Regions from separate parts of the Mus musculus genome. Here regions 2, 3 and 4 are each linked to region 1. Evidence: chromatin contacts called from public HiChIP or PLAC-seq and Micro-C data. All regions are on one chromosome and are shown on one strand. Each heading gives the region's core, a stretch centred on a gene start, on an enhancer-like site or on the middle of the called end of the contact. The rest is flanking DNA. Distances are from core to core; before and after follow the strand shown.

Region 1 (4,666 bases), core at 1,520-4,019:
CTCCCTCAAGGAGAAACTGCATTGCTCCTGCTCGTTAAAAATTAAAGGGCAGTGCACACCAACTAGTCCGTCATGCTTTCTTAGCTTGCAAAAAGAATAAGGAACTTGAATTTGAACCATACCCAGTTCAGGAGTCTGTTCAAGGTTTTGGGTGGTAGGCGGTGGAGGGGCTAAGGGAGGCTTGGGGGAGGGCAGGGAGCAGTGTGACTATGTCTGCAAGATTATTCTAAGCAAGGCCCTCTTACTCCTCTGTGAAGCGAGTCCTTAGGCTTTTAAGTGGAAAAGCAACTCAACTATTCTAACTTTAAAATTCTGCATAATTTAGAAAAAAGTCAAGGCCTGAAGAAATCAAAAAGGCTGAACCCGCACTCTCTCTCTCCCAAGGAAATGAATTCAACAGAGCTTATCGCCCTGGGTTTGCAGACTCTGGGCCACAGAGTGGAGCGCTAGAGTAAGTAACGCAAGTGAGTTGTCCCCTCCCCCCATCTAACTGATCCCGCCTGAAGGTTCAGGGAAGATGCAAAGCAAAACAGGGCAATAAGGGGAACCTGGCAGGGGAGGGGGCACAGGGGGTTGTCCAGGGGACCTCAGAACTTTTGCTTTCGGGGAAAGAACCTCAGGGGACCTGGGGGCGGGGAATCACCTCCTGAGTCTCTTTAAGGTCAGGACTTAGAAGGAAAACCTGGGTTTGCTCAGAGAAGCCTTGAAGTGGTCCCAGCTCAGAACTGGAGAAAACTCTGCCCACCTCCCCCCCCCCCAAAGGAATCAGGGAAAAGGAGGGGAGCGTGGAGGCGGATGGATGCAGGAGAGAGGCCCAGTGGGTCTCAGGCCCCAAACACTTACCACGAGCGGAATGGAGCAGATGAGCACCACCAGAGAGGTGGCGATGAGTAAGATGACCATCTGGATCTCCGCACCCGCGATGCGCCGGAAACTCCTGCGGCGGCGAAAGTCGCTGAGGCGCTGCAGGGCTGGGGAGGCCCCAGCGTGGCCCCGACAGGCCACCGAAGCTACCGCGGCGGCGGCAGCCGCATGGTGCTGCTCCGTGCCCAACGAGGTGCGGCGCATGAACTGGCGGTGCATGCGGAGCAGCGCGCCGCACACCAGCACGTTGCAGAGCACGGTGGCAAGGATGAGGAAGGAGCTGAAGCCGGCGTACATGTAAGAGAAGGCGGCGTAGGCCGTTACGTTGGTGGTCCAGTCGATGAAGCACCAGGTGCCCGGGTACTGCCGCTCGGATCTGCCCAGGCCCATGTTGGGCAGCGCGCAGAACAGCACGTTAGATGCATAGATGGCGAAGAGTGTGAGGCCGGCCAGCCGCTTGTCCACGTAGTGGCTGTAGAAGTAGGCGTGGTTGATGGCCAGGTAGCGCTCGATGCTCATGGCACAGATGATGCTGAGACCCGACAGACCGAAGAAAAGTAGGATGAAGGTGCTATAGTCACACAGTGCCTGGTCTCCGGGCCACTGGCCCTTCATGTATGTGGCGATGGTCACCGGGCTTACCAACAAGGTGCCCAGAAGGTCAGTGACAGCCAGCCCACATACTAGAGTGTAAAAGGTCGTCTCTTTCTGCTCCTTGCGCGACTTGCACAATACTACGATGGCCACCAGGTTGCCCACCACCCCGAAGATGAACATCACTGCGGGAATGGTCACCGGGCTGTTCAGCCTCTCCGGAGTGGAGGAGAAGGACGCGTTGACTCCGGGGATGGACATGATGGTGGTGGTTAGTAACACACAGCGTTGGAGCTCACGGTTCGATCTAGGAATGGTACCTAGAGAGAAAGAGAAACGAGCCATTTACCACTTGCAAGGTGTTCGACCCATGGCCAAAATGCTGTGTCGCAGAGATAAGGAGAGCACCCAGATCCAACTTCCTCATCGGTAGCTACTCATTAACTGTGACTACTTAAATTCCCAAGGTCTGGATCCGTTCTGTCAAGAGCACCGCTCTGCTGACATTAATATATTTATTTCCCGCCTATCCCCACCCCCACCGCTCCATAATCAGCTCATTCCCTCGCCGAGATGAGCAAGACCCTTCTCAAGGGAAAAGTGACTCCCTAGTGATATTCCCCACAGAATGGATAAAATGCTCATCGAAAGAAGTTATGGACATTTTGGGACACTATGGGACATTCTGTTCTTTGGTTTCCCGGAAGAGCGCCTGAACACGCAAAGACCTCCATCCCGACTTACCTGTAGGGTGGGGTTAGGAGCCCGGTGTGCCCAAGGCTCAGGCCTCAGATGTTCAGGACCTACCTCCAACCTCAGCCATCAGTCTCTTCCCACGCAGTGCGGAACTTGTCAAGCTTTTGCTGTCTCGGAACCGGGGCTCGGTGGCTGCCAACTTTCCGGAACTGAGGTCAGAGTATCTTGCTTTCAAAAAAGCTTGGAAAGCCAGAGAGGCTAGCGGGATGGGTCGGTGAAGACCAGTCTGGGGTTTCTTGTTTGATTTACTAACGCCTCCTCCTTTCAAAGGCGAGTCTCAGCTTTGCAGGGCCCGCGCAGGTCTAGTGCGGGAGGTCAGCGTCCAGGTGTGTCGCCGCCACGCGTGCAGGTGGAACAGAGCGTAGGTCCGGGCTCCCTCCTCCCCAGCAGCGGGCTGAACGGACAGCTACCGGAGAAGGCGGCTGCCGCTGAGGCCGCTCCTTGGGCTCTGGGGGCGGCACGGGGTCCACTGGGCCTGGGGCTCTGACCTGAGGCCGTTCATCTTCCTCTCCCGCTGCCGGGTTTCGAGCTTCGCTCTCGGCGTCTCCAGCCTCTGAACAAACTTTTCTCCTCCCGCAAGTTTCCCCGGAGGGGGCGGAGACAGTCATAGCGCGGCCCGGGCTTCCATTGGCTGATCTGGAAAGGGGGCGGGGCGAGACCTCCTCTAGCACCGCCTAGGAGCCCGGTGATGGAGGGCGGGGCGGAGAGCTGCGGAGGTCTGGAGGGACCTGCGGGGGTGCCACCCGGCTGCGGGTGCAGCTTCAGTGCCTTCCCTCCCTCGAAGGTACCGAAACCCCCCAGATCGAGTCCCCAGGAAACGCCAGCTCGAGCTTCGCCACTCCCAAGCTGGGCATTTAGCGGGAATGATGCTGGGACCTGTGTCTGGTCTACATTGCTCTGCGGGTTAGAGTGGTTAAATTCTCGCATCTTCCACCCACAGATCAAACATGTGGGTCTTGAGATGTCGGGACAATTGCTTTAGGGCTCTACCCGGGAGCCACAGAGCGGAGAGGAAAAGTGGGTGTGTGGTTGTCCGTGGGTGTGTACGCCCGAGAGCTCCGGGTGGGACTTGGCAGAGGCACGGTGAGTAGGTACCAGGCTTGGGCGGGGAGGCGACTAAGAATCCATCCTCTCACCATAAAAGGAGTTACTTGGCAGTGCCCTAGCTGCGCTCAATAGGGCACCAAAGCGGAGGCGGGGAGGAAGGCGAGCAACACGGAACTGCAACTTCTCACTTAGATGGCAGAGTTTAGGGCTTTCTTTGGAGACCTGTGGCCCACAGGCACACCTGAGATTTAGTTGAGGGGGACTGTTTAACTGTAGAGAGAGAGCATTCTTCCTCAGGAAGGCTGAAACAAGTGCTTTCCTGTTCAGTTTCTGCTAGCCATCTTCACCTGCGGGATGAGAGGGGTTTGAAATTCAAGCAAATTAACGAATTTCCAGGCGTTGCCTCTTTGTTAACTCGGAAAAGGTCTATTTGCCTTTCCCTATTCTTTGGTTTATAGTTTGTTCGGCTTCTTCTTTGATGAGGAACAATCATTTCTTAATTATCAACTATTCTCCTAAAAAACAGAATTTAAGATCGGAAAACACCAGGGGGCAATTAAAACCCTGTCACCAGATCCTTTAAAAACTACACAATGAGACTGTAGTATGGTTTTCTGAACAATTCAACTTCTTACAAAAACCTCACTCCATGCTTAGCATCTAACCGGGTAACTAGGTGGCTTGAATCTTGTGTGAAACAAGTAGGTATGCCTCTACTGTTATTTATGGGGGCTGGAGAGATGGCTCGGCAGTTAAGAGCACTGACTGCTCTTCCAGAGGTCCTGAGTTCAATTCTCAGCAACCACATGGTGGCTCACAACCATCTGTAATAAGATCTGATGCCCTCTTCTGGTGTGTCTGAAGATAGCTACAGTGTACTCACATAAATAAATCTTTTTTTTTTTTAAATCTGCCAAGAATTTATGATTCTTCAGCAAGCCTCAGAAACAAACGAGTAGTGAGAGAACCAAGATTTTACGATTTCAACTAACTTCAGCCTAGAGAAGTACTCAGAATTGTGTTTACTTGTATAAGGGAACATGTGGGTATCAAAATACATTTCGTGTGCAAGCCTTTTCATCAGGAACATCAGAAGGGAAAGCATTCTTAGCTGATAAAAAAAAAAGTCAGTGGTGATGTTCAGTTTTTGAGTCTGCTGTCACCATTGATGTCGTTTTGGTGTCTGCATGTCCTTTGGAGAGTAATCTCTAGAATGGTGTCAGCACAGAACACAAATCAACACCAGAAAAATAAGGACGGAAACTACCTTGCACCCCCATTCCTCACCGGCCACACTGTATGATTGGTACTCATGTTAGCTGGTTGTCAGAAAAACATGAGACGACATTCCTCATAGCCTGCTAACAAACTCCTTCCCAGTTTCTTTCCTCTTTAAGTTCCTGAA
Region 2 (4,666 bases), core at 669-3,168, 250 kb after region 1:
CAGACATACTTAGAGAACCTATGTAAACAGAAAAAGAAAATTTCAAAGATTTAATCAGAGCCAAGGCCCAGAATATAACAGAAAGGCTAAAGACATTACAGGGAAGAATGTGGTCTTCAGAAAAGGATCAGAGAGAGTTTAAGAACAGTGATAGGGCTGTAATAGGCTCCAAACGTTCTGTGGTCTTCAGTTTTGCACACTAGTTTATGTTGACTAGTACCAAGAGACTGAAATCCTAGCAGCTGGGCAGACCTAGGATGCCAACTAAGGTGGCTAATAGTCTATTGGGACTATGGGAGCACTTGGTTTGTGGCTAGTATAGACTGTGACATACTCAAAGTGTAAGATGCTCACCATGTTCTGATGACTGCATATGGGGAAAAAACAGCAGAAAAAAGGTGCTCATTAATAGTCTAACATTGATTAGATACTGAAATGATGAGTATTTTGAACATGTTAAGTTAAAATGTATTACTGAAATTAATCTTAATCTATGAAAAAAAAAAAACCTGTCCTTACTAGAAAATTGAAAACTATACCTGTGGTTCCTGTGAGTAGCCTGTATTCCATTTCTAGCATGTAGTGTAGACTTGGGCACAGCAAAGCTTTGTGTAGGAAGCTTAGCTGGCTGGGCTTCAGTGTATGCATCTCTGAAAGTCAGGAGCAAAGATGACTGGAAGGACTTGGTCCTCAAAGGCTTTGATCACATTCTTTCTTCAGTCCATGATTAACCTTGAGAAAATGACTTCTTATGAATATCGACTTATGCTTTCACGTTGGTGACACATTACCTTGGACATATTAGGTCTCCCAATGTTAGTCAGTTTGCAAATAATCTCTAAGTATAGCTCATTATTTATGGTAGCAAATGGAGATGTGCAGCTCAACATATTGAGAAACCCAGGGTGGAGAGCGTAGGGCAAGGGTCACAGAGTGAATCACAGCCTGGGTTTGAATTGGCATCTCTATGAGTCATTCTTGAGTTTAACCACTAGACAAATTTCCTCTTGAGAAATACTAAGTGTGATGGATCTTTCCCACCAGCATTCCAAGGACTGTTGAATCGGTGTCTGCCAAGATAATTATTAAGTAATAAAAGTGAGGTGGGCGACATGAAATTTCGTGGATCCTAGCCAGGAGCGATGTGTTATCTGTGTAAGAAACTGGCCCAATCTGAGACGTTTAAAGGGAACACAGTGATGTTATGTCTTTAGGGAGACATGGAGGGAATCCCACTGCAGAAGTGAAAGTGCTACTTCCTGCTTTTTAAAAAATCATTTCAAAATGGAAACGTATTTAGAAAAATGCCAAGACCAGGTTCATGGTGCTTTTTCACAAGGCTGAGGCCCCAGTTGGGTGGGAGTGAGAACTTGCATAAATTCTTTTCTGTCCCAAGAGGTATTTGAGCAGTGTGCTTCTACATGATGAAGCCGGTTACATCTGTGAACATGGTTACACCTGTGAGGTAGGCATATTTAAGCTTTCGAGGGTTGTAGTTCATGGCACTGAGCTTTGGTCCCATGATACTGCATGCACAACTTTCCTGTGGCAGTGATTGCAATCTGGTGAGCACCAGCATCTCTGCTCACAGCTGCTCTTTGTATCCCGCAGGTGAAGGAATTTAGTGTTTCTTTAGCATTTATTTTTTTAATACTGAGGAATGTAGGTACTTGTAGCCACATTGGTAGTGGTTTGTGAGAATTGAGGAATTGAGCCTAGCTATGTGACCACTCTCCACCCTCAGAAAAAAAAAAAAAAAAGAAAAGGGAAGAGAGAACTCAGGATGTAAAAGGCCTCTCATTGAGAGACTAGCCAGTTGGGATAGGAAGCCATGAGCTGCCAATCCACAGCACCTCCTATTGTAGCTAGAAAAGGGTGGGATGAAGATGGCTTTTACATCTCTAGGACGGAGGTGTTAGAAGCTGGATCAGGGACTGGATCAGAGGATCAGGGGAGGTAAGGTAATTTGTATGAGGAATTAGAGCTGCAGATACTTATGAAAGCTATGGGGAAGGACCAACCTAGAGCAGTGATTCATGCAGATAAAGATGGTAGGCTACCCAATCAGGGAGTCTAATACATAAGTTTGAAGATTTTGTTCTCTCTCTAGTGTAATCTCTGTCATATAACCCTATATTTAGACAAGAAAGAATTCACTATAGAGGCTGAGCAGTGGTGCTCCAGGAACTTGTCTACTGTGGGGTAGATTCATGATAACCTACTTAAGGCGGCAGCCACTAGAAGAAGGAAGAGTCAACACAGAATGCAAAGCATGGTATTTTGTTTTTATTTTTCAAGCTACTTCATCTGGGATTTAATGGGTAAGTTACAGTTAATTTTTAAAAATTTATTTATTTATTTACACCCCAAATGCTGCTGCCCCTCCTACTGGTCTTCCCTTCATGGAGTTCCTCCTGTCCTCTCCCACTGACACAGGACAAGGTATGCAGCAGCCCTCTGCTACATATGTGCCGGGGTCCTTGGTCCAGCCCAGGTATGGTGTTTGCTTGGTGGCTCAGCCTCTGAGAGCTCCCAGGGGTCCAGGATTTTTGACACAGTTAGTCTTTCAGTAGGGTTCCTATCCCCTTCAGGGCCTTCAATCCCATAAGGGTCCTGGAAGTGGTTATCTGCATCTTTTTGGTCAGCTGCTGGGTGGAGCTTCTCAGAGGACAGTCATGCTAGGCTTCTGTCTGTAAGCTTAACAGAGAATCATTAATAGTGTCAGGAATTGGTGCTTGCCTAAGGGATGGGTCTCAAGTTGGACCAGCTATTGGTTGGTCATTCCTTCATTCTCTGCTCCATTTGGCCCTGCATTTCTCTTAGACAGGACACATTTTGGGTTGAAAGTTTTGTGGGTGGGTTGGTGTCCTTAGCCCTCCACTGGGGTCCTTCCTGACTACAGGAGGTAGTGTCTTCAGGTCCATGTCCCCACTGATAGGCATCTCCACTAGGTTACCCTCATTGACTCCTGGGAGCCTCCCCTATCTCAGTTCTCAGGGACAGCCTAGAAATCCACTCCCCCCATCTCTGGCAGCTGCAGATTTCCATTTATTATCCTGGTCTTCTGGGCCTTACTCTTGTCTCTGGCCACACCTGATCCTGTCCTCCTGTTTCCCTCATGCTCCTCTCTCCCATCCACTTTCCTCCCTCCCCTTGCCTCCCTTTACTATTATGTTTCCCTTCTAAGTGGGATACAAGCATCCTCACTTGGGTCTTCTTGTTTAACTTCTTTGGGTCTGTGGGTGTATCATGAGTATCCTGTTTTTTATGGCTAATATCCACTTAGTAGTGAGTACATACCATGCATATATTTTTGGGTCTGGGTTACCTCAGTCAGGATGATATTTTCTAGTTCCATCCACTTGCCTGAAAAATTCTTGATGGTCTTGTTTTTAATAGCTGATTAGTATTCCATTGTGTAAATGAACCACACTCTCTGTATCCATTTTTCCATTAAGGGACATCTGGATTGTTTCCAGCTTCTGGCTATTATGAATAAGGCTGTTATGAACATAATGGAGCATGTGTCCTTGTGGTATGGTGGAGCATCTTTTAGATATATGTCCAGGAGTGGAATAGCTGGATCTTTAGGTAGAACCATTTCCAAGTTTTTGAGAAAACACCAGATTGATTTCCAGAGTGGTTGTTGCAATTTGCAATCCCACCAACAATGGAGAAATGCCCTCTTTCTCCACATTCTTGCCAGCCCATGCTGTCATTTGAATTTTTGATATTAGCTATTCTGATTGGGGCAAGGTGGAATCTCAAGGTCATTCTCATTTGCTTTTCCCTGACAGCTAAGCTTGTTGTACATGGTGTTCATAATCTGTTGTTTAACAAAAGGATAAATTGTTGTAATTCTCAGAAAGGATTATTGTATCAACTTCAACAAGTTTAAAATCATGTCTTTAAATTATCTTGTTAATTTAGATTAGCATCTGATGATCAATGGCTATGTGAAAACTCTTTTAACTGTTCCAGATGTTTCATTTAACTCATCAGCAAATCACAGAGACTCAGGGATCCACTCAACTCATGCCACTTTCACAATCACACAGAAGTGAGAGGTCTATATCTCAACATCACAGATCAGGAACCAGACCGATGAAGTTCTAGAGCTGACTGTGACAGTCAGCCAATAAGTGGTATATCTAGAAGTTAGATAAAGGTTTCTTCAAGAGTTTTTATGAGTAATTAGAAAGTGTAAGTATTAAGTATTTTATATTTATGAGTAATTAGAAAGTATAAGTATTAGAAAGTATAAGTATTAAGTATTTTATATTTATGAGTAATTAGAAAGTATACGTATTAAGTATTTTATATTATTTGTGACTATTGAGAAGGGTGTTGTTTCCCTAATTTCTTTCTCAGCCTGTTTATCCTTTGTGTACAGAAAGGCCATTGACTTGTTTGAATTAATTTTATATCCAGATACTTCATTGAACCTGTTTATCAGGTTTAGGAGTTCTCTGTGGAATTTCTAGGGTCACTTATATATCCTATCCTATCATTTGCAAAAAGTGATATTTTGACTTCTTCCTTTCCAATTTGTATCCCCTTGATGTCCTTTTGTTGTGGAATTGCTTTGGCTAGGACTTCAAGTACAATGTGGACTATGTAGGGAGAAAGTGGGCAGCCTTGTCTAGTCCCTGATTTTAGTGGGATT
Region 3 (4,666 bases), core at 1,439-3,938, 220 kb after region 1:
AGTGCAAGCTCTGGGTTTCAGAGGCTATGTTTTTGGACAAAGCAGCCAAGTGTGAGCTAACACAGCTATGGTTCTGTATAAGACCAGGGCAGATACAGCATCAAGAGACTGTTATGTCCCACATAAGATGTTAGGCTTTCATGGTGATACTGAGCTTGTCTGCAGTCTTTAAGTTGGTTTATTGTAAATGAAAGAATGAAGTTTGTCATGGTGGGTAAAGAAATATAATAAAAGTTTATATTTGTCCTTTAAAAGATGAAATGTGTTATATAAGAAGAAACTAAATATAAGATTTAGCTTAACATTTTTGAGAATTTCATGTATGAGTGTGTATTTACATCATTTCTACCCATCAGTATCCCCCTTCCAACACCTTCAGTGACTCTCCCAACTCCCATTCAAAGTTGATTTCCTTATTATTACATCCCTTTACACACACACACACACACACACACACACACACACACACACACACCACACACAATGTGCTGAGTCCATTTATGATTTTAGAACTTAAAGATACTGACTAATTCCAACTCAGTAATAGTAGGTGATTTTAATACTCATTTTCTCCAATAGACAGGTTATCTGGATAAAAAAATAAACAAAGAAACATTAAAATTAAGTGAAATCATATATCGAACTGACATATCTATACAATATTCACCCAAACATCCAAGAATGAACACTCTACTCAGCAACCTGTGGAAGCTTTTCTAAAATAGACCACATATCGAGACACAAAACAAATTTAATAAATTCAGAAAATTTGAAATAATTCCATGTATTCTTTTTGACCACAATGCAACAGAGGTTAAAAACAATAGCAAAGGAATCTCAACTAATCAAGAAGGAAATAAAATACATTCCTGGAACTAAGTGAAAATAGAAACAAAATACAATAAAACCTCTAGGATACATTAAAAGTAGTCATAAGCAGAAAAATTATAGCACCAACATGAAAATTCAGAAAGAGCACAAATAAATGACTTCATGATGCACCTCAAGAATTTGAAAATAAAAAAAAACAAGAACAAACCAAACTCAAGTTCAGTAAACAAGAAGAAATGATAAATAGCAGAGCAGAAATTAATGAACTCGAGAACAAAAGACCACAAGAAATGATGAAGCTAAGAGCTGGATCTTTGAGAAGATAAACAAGATCGTCAGACCTTTTCACTGACTGACTAACTAACTAACTAACTAACTAACTAACTAACTAGCTAGCTAGCTGGCTAACCAAGAAAGCAGAACTCCTAATTAACACAGTCAAAAATGTATAGGGAAATGTCAAAACAGACACCAAGGAAATTCAGTATTTTATATGGGACAACTTTAAAAGCTTATATTATTATATTAAGAATTTTGAAATAAATGCGTGAAATCCTACATTTATCTAAACCACCAAAACTAATGCAGAAGAGATCAACAACTTTACAGACACACAACAAATATGGAGAAACAGTATTGAAACAGTATTAAAAACAATGCAGTTGAAAGAAGCCCAGGTCTGGGTATATCCATAGTAGAATCCTAGCAGACTTGTAAAGACTTAAAACCAATACTCTAACTCTCTTATGACTGAAAGCTCTGGAATGCTAAGAAATGTGGGGCCAATGGCCAGCATGACTGAGCAAGCCTCGTTTTCTTCAGTCAAAAATTCCTTTGAAAAATTTTGTTCTTTCAATTGATTAACTTTAAAAAAATTTAGATAAAAGGGGTTTTGATTTTTGAGAATTGCATGCATGAGTGTTGTATGCCATTTCCGCCGTTCTCTATCCTCCTCCCACAATCTCCACTCTCTCAAATTCATGACCTATTTATTGTTTCTCTCTCGCTTCTCTCCGTCCCCCATCTCACATACACATTTAAACATATATACAACTTGCTGAGTCCATTAGAATTGCTCTTGTGTATATATGTTTACAGATGGCCACTTGGGACTGGGTAGCTTTTGAGGGTACTCTTCCCCAGAGAAGACCTCTTCTTCCATAGCCTTTAATTGCCTTTAGCACTTTATCAGAGGGAAGGGCCTTGTGAGATTTCCCACACCTGTGTTGGCATGGCAACTGGGGTTGTATTTAATACTAACAGCACATTTTCTGGCCCCTTGGCTCTTATATTTCCCCATTTCCTTTTCTGTAGTGCCCTCTGAGCACTGTTAGGGTTTTATTACAGACATAGCTATTATCCCATTACCACTTGTTCTCTGAATTTTGAGCAGTTGTGGCCTTCTGTAATGGTCTCTGTCTACGGCAAAAAGACATTTCTATGATAAGGGTGAGGACTTCACTTATCTCTGTGTATAAGGTAAGTATTTACAATGCAATTAGACATCATATTGGTTCAGGAAAGTGGGAATAGATCTCCTCTATGATCTGCAGCTTCACCAACCATAGGTTGGCTAGGTTGACCAGGCCAGGCATAATGCTTTCCTACTGACAGGGCTTTAAGTCTAACTAAAGCACTGAGGAGTATGCCAAGATGTAAGTGCTACTATTACAGCATTGAGACAGGGGCTTGCTAGCTTGTCTGTCTAGTTCCTTTGCCGAGCTTCAGGCCAGTGAGAGACTCTGCTTGTCTCAAAGGAGATGAACAGTGTTTTTGAAGATGATACCCGAGGTTATCCCTGGCCTCTACCTGTACACATATAAGTATACATATGCACTTGTATGCATGCATATGCACACACATAGGCACACATTACCACTACCACCATTGCACACATGAACAAACTTACATGTACACAGAGATAACCATGCATGAAATGATTAAATGTAGAAATTCTGTAGTAGTCTTGACTTTTAAATAAAGAAATGAAAATGAAAGTAATGAAATGATCTGGTGGAAGTCACACTGCTTGCCAGCAATAAAGTTGGGCCAGGCATACAGAAGGAAAGAAAAAAATACTAAGGTTCCAAGATCTCCCACTTAGGAGCATGTCCATTCCAAATTTGTCCCTATTTGTCCCTAGCTCTTGAAGCTTTCTTTATCTCTCAAAAGAACCAAATTGGAGACCACATCTTTCATATAGATGTCTTTTGAGAACAACTAAGATTCAAATTATAGCATGACAAGTGTGCAGGACAAGAAGAAATATAAACCCAATGCTAATTCTCCCAGTACTTAATATCTACAGATTGATATAAGACTTACAGGATGAACAAATAATGAACAGTACAACCCAGTGATTCTTCTCAAGTTCCCTGTGCATAAAAATCACAAATGCATTTTGCTACAAGCACGGACTTTATTTCAGAAGGTCTGAAGTATGGTGAGTCTGGGTTTCTTACAAAATCTCAGGTGAAAGACAAACTACTAAAAAAGATGTATTTTTAGTAACAAGACAAGGCAGAAGACAATTAACCTTAAATTACATCATACAACTAGACAACAGGAAGGAGTTCAAAGGAACAAGGCACAATCATGGTCCTTTTAATGAAACAGATTGCATTTGAGACCATACTGCTTGGGACAGATGGTACAGCAGTGCTGGGAAACACCCTTTGTGAGAGTCTCCACTGGTTCTCTATAGAATTGTCTGTATAAAAGAATAGACTAAGCGAGAGCAACAGGGCCATCATATCCAAGGTCAGCTTACAAAGACATATCACCTTTCATCTTGCTCTCTCTGCCCCACTGGCCTGTTATAAGCTGCCAATCACTGAGGCTATGTGAAAAGCAAACAACCAGCTGTGATCTGAGATCTGATGAGAGTCACAGGAGTGAGGCAGAAGTAGGTCTTTGCCGAGCCAAGTGTTGAGATGATTATGATTCCAGGACACCGAAAGACTGAACTGTAGGATTCTTAATTCAACTCTCAGATTCCCCCTCACAGATATATTAGTCATTGTTTTAAGCTCCTGAATTGCACAGCCATAAGTAATTGATACAGCTAGAAATAATCTTAAAAGGAGAAAGAGTGAAATTTGATTCTGGAGCAGGCAAGGGCTTGGTTGACTGCTGGAAAGAATATGAACATGATGCAGGAGCCAGTTTATGTTTGCTCTCTCTCTCTCTCTCTCTCTCTCTCTCTCTCTCTCTCTCTCTCTCTCTCTCTTTCTCTCTCTGTCTCTCAGTCTTGTGTTTTCTATCATTCTCTCTTCGTGACTGTATGAAGCTATAGTTCACATACAATACACATAGAATATATTTCAGTCGTTCAAGTGCACAACTCACTGGTTTTTAGCATGTTTAAAGAGTTTTGAAACTCACCACAGTCCATATTCAGATACTGTATTTTCATTCGAGACAAATCTCTTACTAAAGAGAAAACGTATCTAATTTCTTTCGATGCATTCAAGCCCAAGAGAAAGGGTTTCTCTGTGTAACAGCTCCTGGAACTTGCTTTGTATACCAGGCTGGCCGGCCTCGAACTCGCAGAGATCCACCTGCCTCTGTCTCCCAAGTGTGGTTTGATGAGGGGTAAGAAGTATCCTTACCTTCGGGTATAAGGACAAATATTTAGAATGTAATTAGTGATTATGTTGGTCTGTGAGGCGGTGGTCTGTGCACAGACAGCCTGGTCCCGGTAGAGCAGAGGTCTGGAACTCTGGTGACCCGCTGGGTGGTGACTTCACCTGCATGGGACAGCAGGTGTTCAGCCATGCCTCCTGGGCCCCTGGCTCCTGTCATCGAAGCTACAGCCCTCCACAGTCCCCTGCAG
Region 4 (4,666 bases), core at 1,334-3,833, 200 kb after region 1:
TAAAATGTTCTGTAGATATCTGTTAGATCCATTTGTTTCATAACTTTTGTTAGTTTCACTGTATCCCTGTTTAGTTTCTGTTTCCATGATCTGTCCATTGATGAAAGTGGTGTGTTGAAGTCTCCCACTATTATTGTGTGAGGTGCAATGTGTGCTTTGAGCTTTAGTATAGTTTCTTTAATGAATGTGGCTGCCCTTGTATTTGGAGCATAGATATTCAGAATTGAGAGTTCATCTTGGTAGATTTTCCCTTTGATGAGTATGAAGTACCCCTCCTTTTCTTTTTTTGATAACTTTGTGTTGGAGGTCAATTTTATTCAATACTAGAATGGCTACTCCAGCTTGTTCCTTCAGACCATTTGCTTGGAAAATTGTTTTCCAGCCTTTAACTCTGAGGTAGTGTCTGTCCTATTCCCTGTGATGGGTTTCCTGTAAGCAACAAAATGTTGGGTCCTGTTTCTGTAACCAGTCTATTAGTCTATGTCTTTTTATTGGGGAATTGAGTCCATTGATGTTACAAGAAATTAAAGAAAAGTAATTGTTGCTTCCTGTTATTTTTGTTGTTAAAGTTGGGATTCTGTTCTTGTGGCTGTCTTCTTTTAGGTTTCTTGATGGATTACTTTCTTGCTTTTATGAGGGTGTAGTTTCTGTCCTTGTGTTGGTGTTTTCCCTTTATTATCCTTTGAAGGGCTGAATTCATGAAAAGATTTTGTTTGGATTTTGTTTTATCATGGAATACTTTGGTTTCTCCATCTATGGTAATTGAGAGTTTTTCTTGGTATAGTAGCCTGGGCTGGCATTTGTGTTCTCTTAGGGTCTGCATATCATCTGTACAGGATCTTCTGGCTTTCATAGGCTCTGGTGAGAAACCTAGTGTAATTCTAATAGGCCTGCCTTTATATGTTACTTGACATTTTCCCCTTACTGCTTTTAATATTCTATCTTTATTTCATGCATTTGTTGTTCTGATTATTATGTGTTGGGAGGAATTTCTTTTCTGGTCCAGTCTATTTGGACTTCTGTAGGCTTCTTGTATGTTCATGGGCATCTCTTTCTTTAGGTTTGTGAAGTTTTCTTCTATAATTTTGTTGAAGATATTTGCTGGCCTTTTAAATTGAAAAATCTTCATTCTCATTTACTCCTATTATCCATAGGTTTGCTCTTCTCATTGTGTTCAGAATTTCCTGGATGTTTTGAGTTAGGATCTTTTAGCATTTTGCATTTTCTTTGACTGTTGTGCCGGTGTTCTCTATGGAATCTTCTGCATGTGAGATTCTCTCTTCCATCTCTTGTATTCTGTTGCTGATTCTCACATGTATGGTTCCAGATATCTTTCCTAGGGTTTCTATCTCCACCACTGTCTCACTTTTGGTTTTCTTTATTGTGTTTAGTTTCCCTTTTAGGTCTTGTATGGTTTTGTCCTATTCCATCACCTGTTTGGTTGTGTTTTCCTGTATTTCTTTAAGGGATTCTACCTCTTTAGCAGTGTTCTCCTGTATTTCTTTAAGTGAGTTATTAAAGTCCTTCTTGATGTCCTCTACCAGCATCAAGAGATATGATTTTAAAACCGAGTCTTGCATTTTGGGTGTGTTGGGTATCTAGGACTGGCTGAGGTGGGAGTGCTGGGTTCTGATGATGGTGAGTGGTCTTGGTTTCTGTTAGTAAGATTCTTATGTTTGCCTTTCGCCCTCTGGTAATTTCTGGAGTTAGTTGTTATAGTTGTCTCTGATTGGAGCTTGCTCCTCCTGTGATTCTGTTAGCCTCTGTGAGCAGATCTGGTAGTGTAGCTCTCTCCTGAGTTTCAGTGGTCAGAGTACTCTCTGTAGGCAAGTTCTCCTTTTTCAGGGAAGGTGCACAGATATCTTGTGTTTGGACCTCCCTCCTGGCTTAAGATGAAGTCCTGAAACAGGGCCTGTCCCAGAATCTGTATACCTTCTGTAGTGTGTTCTCTCACCTGAGCAGACTAGTCTCTGAGGGATCTGGTACCCAATATTGCTCTCCCAGGTGCTCTGTTGTAGAGCCCTCCTGGGCAGGGCAGATACCTCTCCTCTGTCAGGGAAGGTGCCGGGATGTCTGGAGCCCGAAATGGGCTCTGTTCCAGAAGCTGTGTTGCTTCTGCCTGTTGTAGAAGCTGTGTAGCTTCTGTAGTCCGCACTCTCGCCTGGGCAGACTAGTCTTTGAGGGATCTGGGACCCAAGATGGCTCCCCCCAGGTGCTCTGCAGCAGAGCCCTCCTCTGTCGGGGAAGGTGCCTGGATGTCTGGAGACTATAAATTTTTACTTCCTGGTTCCTGTTTTCTTCTGTGTAACTCTTCAACTTTACACTGTATCCTTGTTTCCTTTTCTGTAATCCCTCAAAAGCATAGACTTTTCCCTGGAAAGGAAACTAGAGATCCTGTTGTCCAAGTCCTTCACCTTACAGACGAGAACCTCCAGGCCAATGTTGATTTATTAACACCCGGAAGATGAATAAAGTAATAGCAGAAGTGAAAGATTAGGATCTTTTGAGCATAGTTGCTGTCAACGTGGTTTGACTCTTCTCAGAGCTCTGAGTCACTGTCTGTGTGATTGCACATTTGATTAAACACATACAGTTCCTTCTATAATTAGAGGCAGGTAAAAATAGCAAAGTGACTTGACCACTTCTCCATTTCCCTGGAGCCCATGTCACAATTATCGTCTTCCTTTTGACAGCAATGTTATAGTTTTATATTAACTATTTTATTCGTTTTTGGGGGTTTAATATAATTACTGCCTGGGGCCACTGAGGATTAGTGAAGCATATGTAAATAAAATCTGGGTGAGTTCAGAAAAGCACGAGGAGGGGAGATGTAGGAAACCCCCTGTAGCATTGCAGAGGTGTCAGGGCAGAAGTGAGAGCTGCAAACATGTCACAGCCTGGCGATGCTGTATCATAACCTACAAGTCAGGAGGTCTGGATTCCCTGTTCCTGGGTGCAGGTCTGAACCTTGGAAAGTTGATGACATTTAGCTGTCATTGGTGGCTTTCATTATTAGAATGAGCTAAAAGAGAAGGGACCTTTAAAGTGACCTTTCCCACCAGAACCTATGACCCAGATGATGTCATGCATGACAGGCCCTGTTACAGGGATTTTTCACATGATCAGCTGAGGAGCTACAATATCCATTTTGAACTTGTCCTGTAGTTCTCAAAAGAATGTACTAATCTTCAGCCGTGTGTGTGTGTGTGTGTGTGTGTGTGTGTGTGTGTGTGTGTGTGGGCCTTCTGTATGAGAATGAGAAGATGTTGGGTGAGAGCCTCATTTAGGTGACAGGAAAATAAATTACTTCAATCTACATTAATGATGAAAGTTCATTTACTCCTATTTTATTAATATATTTTTAGTTAAAAGAGAATTACATCCCTTTCCCACTACCCCTTTCCTCCCTCCAGCCCCTTCCCAGATATTTTTTCCTCCAATCCCTCCTATGACCTTCCCATGCTTACATTGCTAGCCTCTATTTCTTTGATTATTACTGTTTCATATATACATATGTGTGTGTGTGTGTGTGTGTGTGTGTGTGTGTGTGTGCACGTGCATAAGTATCCACAAATATATAATCAACTTTCTGGGTCTTTTTTGGTTGTTTGTGTATATATGGACCCGTATTCATTGAGTAACCAACAAGGGGACTTATATCCAGGAGAGGCTAATTCTCCTCTGGCTGTTATTAGTTGCCTGTGGGTGGGTCCCATGACATTTTACCCACTTTCATGTCACCAGATCTATTGATAATGAAATTGTTCCAGTCTTGTTTATTCAGCCATTTCTAGGAGAGACTGTTTCACAGCCAACTTCCTGGTGTTCTGGATCAGACAATCTTTTTACCCTTTCTTCCAGGATATGCCCTGAGCCAAGCCATAGATATAAGAGCTGTGATATAAGTGTATCCATTGAGGCTGGGCTCCTCATGATCTGTCGCTGTATTGTGTTCAGCTGTGGGTTTTTTGTGATAGACTCCATTTGCTGTAAATAGAGGCTCTGTTTGATGAGGTGTGGGAGCTACCTACACTTATCTGTACCCACAGCATTGAAGGATGAGATTTGAGTTGTAGTGAGTAATTACTCTGGTTTAGCCAAGTCATGGTGGTAAATTCTTTTCTAAGGTCTATGCCCTCACAAAACTTGAGAAGCTAGCTAGATTTCCCATACAAGGCATGAATTCCTTCCTGTTGCATGAGACTTAAGTCTAATTAGACAGCTGTTGGTTATCACCAACACACAAGGGATTCTCATTTCATTCTTTGGATATCTTATCATGCTGATCATTGTTGTGCTTCATAGGTTTTGCAGCTGGGTAGGACTCTTGAGTTGCCTCCCTCCACTGACAACTTGTATATCATAGAAGCTAGAGTCATCCACTTGACTCATCTGAGTTCTGGGTTCAAAGTGTGTGGTGTTAGCAGTAAACGAGGACTACATTGATAGTAGTCTGTGTTGTTTTAGGAGTCACTTGAATAACTCTTAAACATTCCAAAGAAAATTTCTCATTCTGGCTCCTGGATTTTGTTGGTGTTAGCCTATGGTTGTTTTGGGGAAGCAATTAAAAAAATAGCATGTAAGTGAATGGAGTCTTCAGCAATAGTGACTTACCTCCCACCTCTGGGGCAACAAAAGGCAGTCCAGTAGCCTATAATATTTTGGG

Evidence for each region. HiChIP or PLAC-seq counts read pairs in DNA pulled down with a chosen protein or histone mark. Hi-C and Micro-C count contacts between places; a contact is called where the count stands out from the background.
Region 2: a CTCF HiChIP or PLAC-seq map of the NIH/3T3 cell line shows a contact between it and region 1, with 32 read pairs. The contact joins the promoter of 5430437J10Rik here to the promoter of Ptger4 in region 1. A contact is called at or near these places in 18 of 39 promoter capture datasets (the 3T3-L1 cell line, 3T3-L1-derived adipocytes, the C10 cell line and 12 more), 2 of 15 datasets of contacts at CTCF or cohesin (the NIH/3T3 cell line and large pre-B cells), 20 of 484 Hi-C or Micro-C datasets (3T3-L1-derived adipocytes, the Ba/F3 cell line, the C2C12 cell line and 12 more), 19 of 115 datasets of contacts at active chromatin or transcription factors (the 230-238 cell line, the SCID.adh cell line, bone marrow-derived dendritic cells and 12 more) and 5 of 9 other capture datasets (adipose tissue, embryonic stem cells, liver and 2 more).
Region 3: a contact with region 1 is called in an H3K4me3 HiChIP or PLAC-seq map of the SCID.adh cell line, with 31 read pairs. The contact joins the enhancer-like site here to the promoter of Ptger4 in region 1. A contact is called at or near these places in 9 of 39 promoter capture datasets (the 3T3-L1 cell line, 3T3-L1-derived adipocytes, the C10 cell line and 6 more), 3 of 15 datasets of contacts at CTCF or cohesin (CD8 T cells, the NIH/3T3 cell line and large pre-B cells), 9 of 484 Hi-C or Micro-C datasets (the G1E-ER4 cell line, bone marrow-derived macrophages, embryonic stem cells and 4 more), 11 of 115 datasets of contacts at active chromatin or transcription factors (the 230-238 cell line, CD8 T cells, the NIH/3T3 cell line and 7 more) and 4 of 9 other capture datasets (adipose tissue, liver, macrophages and 1 more).
Region 4: a contact with region 1 is called in a Micro-C map of macrophages, with 6 times the contacts expected there. The contact joins the enhancer-like site here to the promoter of Ptger4 in region 1. A contact is called at or near these places in 7 of 39 promoter capture datasets (the 3T3-L1 cell line, the C10 cell line, hematopoietic stem and progenitor cells and 3 more), 3 of 15 datasets of contacts at CTCF or cohesin (CD8 T cells, the NIH/3T3 cell line and pro-B cells), 26 of 484 Hi-C or Micro-C datasets (B cells, the Ba/F3 cell line, the C2C12 cell line and 17 more), 17 of 115 datasets of contacts at active chromatin or transcription factors (the 230-238 cell line, CD8 T cells, the SCID.adh cell line and 11 more) and 5 of 9 other capture datasets (adipose tissue, bone marrow-derived macrophages, liver and 2 more).

Annotation. Positions count from the first base shown.
Region 1 is chr15:5,241,418-5,246,083 of GRCm38.p6, forward strand. It overlaps Ptger4 (prostaglandin E receptor 4 (subtype EP4)), which reads right to left and starts at 2,770. Exons shown (of 3, transcript NM_008965.2): 1 at 2,266-2,770; 2 at 844-1,778. The coding sequence starts at 2,281.
Region 2 is chr15:5,494,400-5,499,065 of GRCm38.p6, forward strand. It overlaps 5430437J10Rik (RIKEN cDNA 5430437J10 gene), which reads left to right and starts at 1,919. Exons shown (of 5, transcript NR_045274.2): 1 at 1,919-1,956.
Region 3 is chr15:5,465,218-5,469,883 of GRCm38.p6, forward strand. No RefSeq gene overlaps it. Among named protein-coding and RNA genes, the nearest start is that of 5430437J10Rik, 29 kb to the right of the region's middle. Within about 2 kb of position 2,689, at least 8 of the 459 cell types and tissues checked have an H3K27ac peak or open chromatin away from gene starts, as enhancers often do. A contact at or near this core is called in the SCID.adh cell line, where this site is marked.
Region 4 is chr15:5,444,033-5,448,698 of GRCm38.p6, forward strand. It overlaps the pseudogene Gm46496. Among named protein-coding and RNA genes, the nearest start is that of 5430437J10Rik, 50 kb to the right of the region's middle. Within about 2 kb of position 2,584, at least 126 of the 459 cell types and tissues checked have an H3K27ac peak or open chromatin away from gene starts, as enhancers often do. A contact at or near this core is called in the 230-238 cell line, B cells, CD8 T cells and 20 more, where this site is marked.